Regions from separate parts of the Canis lupus genome. Here region 1 is linked to region 2. A link is a contact called in public Hi-C data. All regions are on one chromosome and are shown on one strand. The core of a region is the stretch at or near the end of the contact, and the rest is flanking DNA. Distances in the headings are between cores, read along the strand shown. Region 1 overlaps LOC100686622 (nuclear body protein SP140-like protein). Region 2 holds the start of SP100 (nuclear autoantigen Sp-100).

Region 1 (3,457 bases), core at 498-2,997, 140 kb after region 2:
TTCAGAACTTCCCCTTAAAATGGTGGGACAGAGGGATCTCCAGAGAAGGATGTAAACTACTAGATGTGAACCAAAAACCATGCAACCTGAACTGCATCTGATACCCGCCACCTTCAGAAGCAGCAGAGCTGAGAAAGGCAAACACCCTGGGTTCTTGGAGATATCTTTAAAGCCCTGGTTCAGTCTGCCCTGAAATATACCAGTCTTACAGTTAAAGGCTTTATAGTTTAAGCCTTGGATTTTGCATTCCTTGCAACCCAAAGCTTCCTAGCTTTCAAGCTGGCATCGCAAGGCATATACACCACTTCCAACCAGTGCAAGGGGCTTTCAAAGGACTTCTTGGAGAGCTAGACATGAAGGACACAGGGCTGGAATCACACTTGCAGAGTCTAAAGGCTGGAGGCTGTGTCTAAAACTCACCCTGTGAGTTGTAGGAAGCTAGCAGCTGACAGGAAAAAAAAAAAAAAAAAAAAAAGTAGCTATCTCTATGATGGGAATGCCTGCACTTAGAGAGCCTGATGGACAAGGATGGATGCTCATCTCCCAATGGCCAGAGGTGGGCTTGCTGTAGGGAGCCCTAACAGGTCTTCTCGAGGGAGGCTTTGCCCAAGAGACCCATATGGAAGGACAGCAGAGGGATGAATTAGAAAGCAGAGAAGGGAGTCTTTCATTGGTAATCAGTTGGCCGGCAAGAGGAGACATCAGCCACTTCAAGGGAACTGCAGGAGCAAGATATCCCAAAATAGTAGGACCCCTCCCAAATCCCCCTGAAATGCTCCCTGAGAAAATAATCTAGTACCTGGGCATCTGCCGCATGCAGAGAAAACACCAGGGTGCAATTACAAAGGAACAGGTTAGGCAAAGCCTCTCCTGCCCCTTCCTCTCCGGCCCTGCCACTGCAGCTCTGCAGAAACTGAAAAGGGCAGATAGTAAAAGAGGAAAATGAGTGATTAGGAAGGAAAAGCAATCAGATCACTTTCCTGTTGGTCCTCAGACTAAGTAAGGCCCCAGCTAATGTCAGGGAGAGGATTTAAGTGCAATAAAATATCAAATATTAGAGCAGATGAGATCTATTTGATTAAAAATTCTTTTCTAGTGACTAAAGGGCCCAGAAAAAATATGAACCCTCCTCAGATTTTAAGTAGTTTTAACAGACACAGTCATACCCACCCCATGTGGCCTTAATTCTAGGCAAGGAGGCCACGTATTGCTAATACCTGAAGTTCTGGCTGAGCGCTTCTATCTGGCAGAGGAGGGCACCCAAACTTCAAGCAAGGCAAACTAGAAATGCTACAGAGCTCAGGGCCTGGAAACAATCCTCAACCAATGAGGAGCAGGTGTCTGTAGGGTCAGGACGCAGCTTCCTGCACTATATGGCCTGAAAACTCCCTCTTCATTGGCTGGTTCACTTTTCTATCTCACTTTCTCACTACTCCTACTCACGGGATTGCCTCCATAAAAATTACTTGATCTCAAATTCATGTCTGCTTCTAGGGACACCCAAACCAAAACACCAAGAAAAGATACGGTGATTTCAAAAAGCAGGTTGGAGGTGACATTAGGAAACAAAAAGATTGGTTTCTTACTGCTTGTCCATTCAACAGATCAATCACACCGGTATTTGGGGTGTGATTCATCATGAAGTTTCCTGCCTAAAACCTGGGGACAGGAGGCAGTGCGGTTTTCCATTGTCTTCTACATACTCATCACGTCTTGAAACTGAATCTGCATAGAGTCAGATGCTAATCACATAGCTCTTCTGACTTCTTCCTGCCTGGTGAATTTTCCACTTCCTCCCATGGTGCCCTCGGAGTGAGATGAGTTGTTCATGGGGGCAGAGCTCCTATGATGCACAGGTTCATCAAGTTGCGGTTGGTGGCTGATTTATGTCAGGGTAGCTAGCTCCCAACAGCCCAATAGCCTTACTTTGTTCTTCCATCTTCTTATCAAAGTGTAATTTACATATACAGTAAAATTCGAACATTTTCTTTTTTTTTTCTTTTTTTTTTTTTTAATTTTTATTTATTTATGGTAGTCACGGAGAGAGAGTGAGAGAGGCAGAGACACAGGCAGAGGGAGAAGCAGGCTCCATGCACCGGGAGCCCGACGTGGGATTCGATCCCGGGTCTCCAGGATCGCGCCCTGGGCCAAAGGCAGGCGCCAAACCGCTGCGCCACCCAGGGATCCCTCGAACATTTTCATCTATAGTTCTGATGCTTCTTTTTGTTTTTTTAAATAAATTTTGTTGTGAAGTATAATTCATAGATTAAAAGAGTATAAAACATAAATATAGAGCTAGATAAACTGCCACAAAGAGGACACAAGTTCATATAACTACTACCAACATCAAGATATACCATCACACTTATTGTTTTAACCTTCACATTTAGGATGACAATTTATTATTGTATAGGGTGTGAGGAAGGGGTCAAGATTACTTTGTTACATACGGATGTTTAATTGATCTGTATCACTTATTGAAAAAAACATTATTTCCTTACTGACTTGCCATGGAGTGAGTCCAGGTACCATATATGTCAGGGAAGTTTCTTGACTCTTTGCTATTCCATCAGCCTATTTGCCCATTCTTGCATCCAATATTATATTGTAATTACTGTACCTTTATAGTAAGTCTCAAAATCAGGTAATCTAAGTCCTCCAGCTTTGTTTGTATTCAGAATCGCTTTGGTTATTCTAAATTATTTTAATCTCCATATGAATTTCAGAATCATTTTCTCAATTACCACAAAGCAACCAGCTAGTATTTTTACTGGAACTGCCCTAAATTGGTAGGTGAGTTTAGGAAGAACGGGCAAATTAAGTTCTTAATAATACTTAATCTTTTAATCCATAAACAAGGTGGAGATCTTCACTTATTTTGTTCTTTTTTTTTTAAGACTTTATTTATTCATGGTGAGAGAGAGAATGTGTGGGTGAGAGAAGCAGACTCCCCACTGAGCAGGGAACTCCATGCTCAGTGGTGAGGTCTTGATCCTAGGACCCAGAGATCATGACCAGAGCTGAAGACAGATGCCCAACCAACTGAGCCACGCAAGCACCCCTATTTTATCCTTTTTTAAATTCTCTCAGTAATGTTCAAAGTATTTGCTACAGCAATAGCAACACTGTGGAAGGAGCCTCGGTGTCCATCGAAAGATGAATGGATAAAGAAGATGTGGTCTATGTATACAATGGAATATTCCTCAGCCATTAGAAACGACAAATACCCACCATTTGCTTCGACGTGGATGGAACTGGAGGGTATTATGCTGAGTGAAATAAGTCAATCGGAGAAGGACAAACATTATATGGTCTCTTTCAATTGGGGAATACAAAAAATAGTGAAAGGGAATAAAGGGGAAAGGAGAAAAAATGAGTGGGAAATATCAGAAAGGGAGACAGAACATGAAAGACTCCTAACTCTGGGAAATGAACTAGGGGTGGTGGAAGGGGAGGT
Region 2 (3,429 bases), core at 37-2,536:
GGGGCTCGCCCAGCTTCCTCTGGCCCCATAGGAATGGCTCCAACCCTCCTTCAGGCCAGGAGCAGCCAAAGGTGGCACGGCCAACCCCACGAGGGCCACCCGCGGGTGCCCCCACCCCGCCAGCTGCCTATCTCAGCAACCCTATGCAGACCCACTGAAGAGCTGGCACGTTTATGACAACATCTGGCACGGTGGTGGCCTGGCTCAGGCTGCTGCCCAGGGACAGAGAAGGAGAGAGGCAGGGGACACTAGAAAAGGCTGGTGTCATCTGTGTCGGGCCTTGTCTGGGCCACATATCCCATGGAGGCCCAACAGTGGCTCAGCTTACTAGTCCTTCTAGTCATGAGAGGGAGGGAGAGAGGGGCAGAGAGACCCGCGCCCCATGGGTAAGGATGTCCTTATCAGCATCCTGGAATCCTCGCCAGGCTGATGTTGGCGCCTTTGTGGGGAAAGACAGGATATCTAAGGAAAGAGGGTGGAAACCTCCTTCCCCTGCAGTTTCAAGTGTAATTGAGTCAAGCTTTGTGGAATGAGCACTCGGAATCCCAGTGAGAAATCCATGGACAGACAGGACTCGGAGGCAGAGGTCACCCTCCCCACTGGGCTCACCTGCCCATTTGCTTCCCGGTCTTCTCAGTTCCAGCCTCCTCCATCCAAGGGAGGAAGCCTGCCCTGCTCAGCATTCCCAGGACTCCTTTTCGGGTGTCTCATCATCCCTGGGGTCAGGGTACCTTAAACTCATGTGCTGGAGATGTTAACCAACGTCACCCCCTTGGCTGTGGCCTTGCAGACTTCTCTCTTAACCTGCAGTGGAGTTCTAGGAACAGTAAGAACATTTCCCCAGGTATATGATGCTGAGCGTTTGGGCTCCCTGCAGCCCCGTGTTCCCATGCTGGGACCTTACCCAGTGCAGGCTCTCCCACAGGAAGGGAGAAGACAAGAATCTTCCGACTCTCCCTCCTTTCGCCCCCCAGCCATGTCAGCCAGGGGAAGGGACAAACACTAAGCTCCCCACTGCCCACCCCATTACACTCAGAAGCCCTTTTAGACAGAAAGGCAGGAGCACTTGAGGACACACAGATGTTTCTGTGTCCAACAAGTGGACCCCAGGGACTGGCCCCGGCCTCTCCAGGCCCTGAGGAGTCCCTCCTCGCCCTCTATGCCTGCTGGCACAAGTCTTGGGGCCTGAGAACCATGGAGGAGCTGCAGGAAGGAAACCCTATCTGCCCAGCAAAAGAGAGATACTTTCACTTCTCTTTTCCCAACCTGGGCGGAGCTCTGTGTGCCTGAGTCAATTCACAAACTTCCTGCTCTGGGCTTAGCAGCCACCGTGAACCAGGCCGCCCCAAAGCAGGGTCCGAAGGCCATACTTGAGGCCCAGGCGGGGGCCCAGGGGGGCCCAGAGTGGAAACATGGCCGATGGGGAAAGAGACCTCAGTTCCAGGTCAGTCTTGATCTCTTTCCCTCTCATCCCTCCCTCTTTCTGGCTGGGGGCTGCTTCACTGTCTTTCTAAAGAGTCCAAAGTTGAGACCCTAAAACAAAATCTGGACTTTAGACCCGGTCTACAAGAATGCTGGCTTGCGGTATAATAAAGTGCTGGAAGAGGTCATGAGGGAATCAGGGGCTGGGGTCAGCTCACGACCACGCCACACGCAGGACTTTCTGGTTTTGCAACGCTGCTCAGCTGGAGGCCCTCTCCTCTCTGAGGCTTGCCAGAGGGATTTGTTGTCTCCTCCTCATGACCTCTGAACTTTCTACTTTCCCTCAGGCCTCCTCTACCTTCGTGAGTCACTTCAGAAAAGGTCACATTGAGAAAATAGGCCGTGCAGAGTAAACACACTTGACTTCTGCTCAAACGCTGGGTGCTGTGGTCTCAACACCTGTCCTGTGAACGGGCCTCCATCATCGGCTCGGGCCCTGCTTCTATCTCTGGCTGGGGGTCTGGGTTTTTCCTCATCATCTTGACCAAAGGAAGTAAAGAAAAGAGAAAGGCTCCTGACCACCAAAGTATGTAGCGCAGGCTCAGGATTTTTATCTTTACTACGATTTTTTGTTGTTCTGGAAGGGGGTGGAAAGCCTATCTAGTTCTCTAGTGATGGGTCAGAGATAATATTACTATTTTGATCAATTTATTGTTTAATAGAAAAGAAATACATTATATATTCTTGCTCAGCAAATTGTATTTTTTTTTCTCAGCAAATTTTAAACAAAATGGAAATTATATAGAGGGAAAAACATCCTGTTTACCACCTACCCCGCCACCACTTCTAACCTGGGTCCTATTAAGTGTTTCCGGCATAAACTTTCAGATCTTTTTCTGTGCATTTATAGGTGTAGCTTATTTCCCTAAATAAGCACTTTGTGCCTTGGCTTTTTTTTTTTTTTTAATAAATGGGATTATATTGTATATGCTATTTTACATTTTTCATTTTATCTTATTTTAATAGTGAAAATTCTAGAGATCACCTTAATATATGTCTACTTCATTCTTTTTAAGAGCCACATGCTTTTCCATAGAATAGATACACCACAATTTTTAAGTCATCCTGCAGTGTCCATTGACGGACATTTAGGTCATCTTCAGTTGTTCACTTTGTCAAGAAACTATGATATGAATCATCGATTTCCTTATATTTGTGTACATTTACAAGTATTTGTCTCATGTCAGCAACCAAAAAAAGTAGAATCGGGGAGGCAAAGGTTACTAATATTTACTTGTTTATGCATCCTGCTCGATTGCTTTTCTAAGTAGCTGAATCAGTATGTTCAGATGGATAAGCCATCTCCCCACACCCAAACTTTCCAAAGATGGTAGTTAAAGAGTTGCATCTTGTTTTAGTGTGCATTTTCCGGATCCCATGGGATGTTGGACAATGTTTCTGGTTTCTTGGCCATTTGCTTCTTCAATCAATTCCTGGTTCATTTCCTGCCAGTGTTTTCAGTTGACACAATCGTCGCTTCTTTAATAAGAAGGGAGAACTTGCTAAATATTCTGAAAGTTAAAAATATACTCTCCTTGTCTTAGAACTATGTTCATGGTAACTTGATCTTATTAGAGCTTAAAGTTTAGAGTGTGGGCTTTTTATAGTATTGATGCACCCTCTGTTGTTCTAATTAATCGAAGCGATGCAGAAAAGCTACTGATGGATATTCCACGCATGGTCCTTCACCGCAGCTCTCGGGTTCTTAAGATGGCAGATTCAAGTCTACCTTCACTGCACTGAAGTCCCTTCTCTTGCATCACAAAAGAAACATTTTCTTTTTCAATCGTGGGGCAAAATTATGCTTCCTTCACAGCTGGTGTCTGTGCCCTGCATACTCATCTCTTTCCATTGTTGACTTTCTGCTCGGAATGGTTGTCTCAAACGTTTCTTCCACATCAATCATTTAATTGTTAGTACTTTTCTGCATTTCTTGTTATTTTTATG

Evidence for each region. A called contact is a pair of places that touch in the nucleus more often than the background predicts.
Region 1: a Hi-C map of blood shows a contact between it and region 2, with 4 times the contacts expected there. The contact joins the enhancer-like site here to the promoter of SP100 in region 2. A contact is called at or near these places in 5 of 9 Hi-C or Micro-C datasets (amygdala, blood, liver and 1 more).

The regions. Positions count from the first base shown.
Region 1 is chr25:42,856,659-42,860,115 of UU_Cfam_GSD_1.0, forward strand. All of the region lies in intron 1 of LOC100686622 (nuclear body protein SP140-like protein), which reads right to left. Among named protein-coding and RNA genes, the nearest start is that of CAB39, 44 kb to the right of the region's middle. Within about 2 kb of position 1,748, at least 2 of the 20 cell types and tissues checked have an H3K27ac peak or open chromatin away from gene starts, as enhancers often do. A contact at or near this core is called in blood, where this site is marked.
Region 2 is chr25:42,720,871-42,724,299 of UU_Cfam_GSD_1.0, forward strand. SP100 (nuclear autoantigen Sp-100) reads left to right here and starts at 1,287. Exons shown (of 29, transcript XM_038574098.1): 1 at 1,287-1,444. The coding sequence starts at 1,413.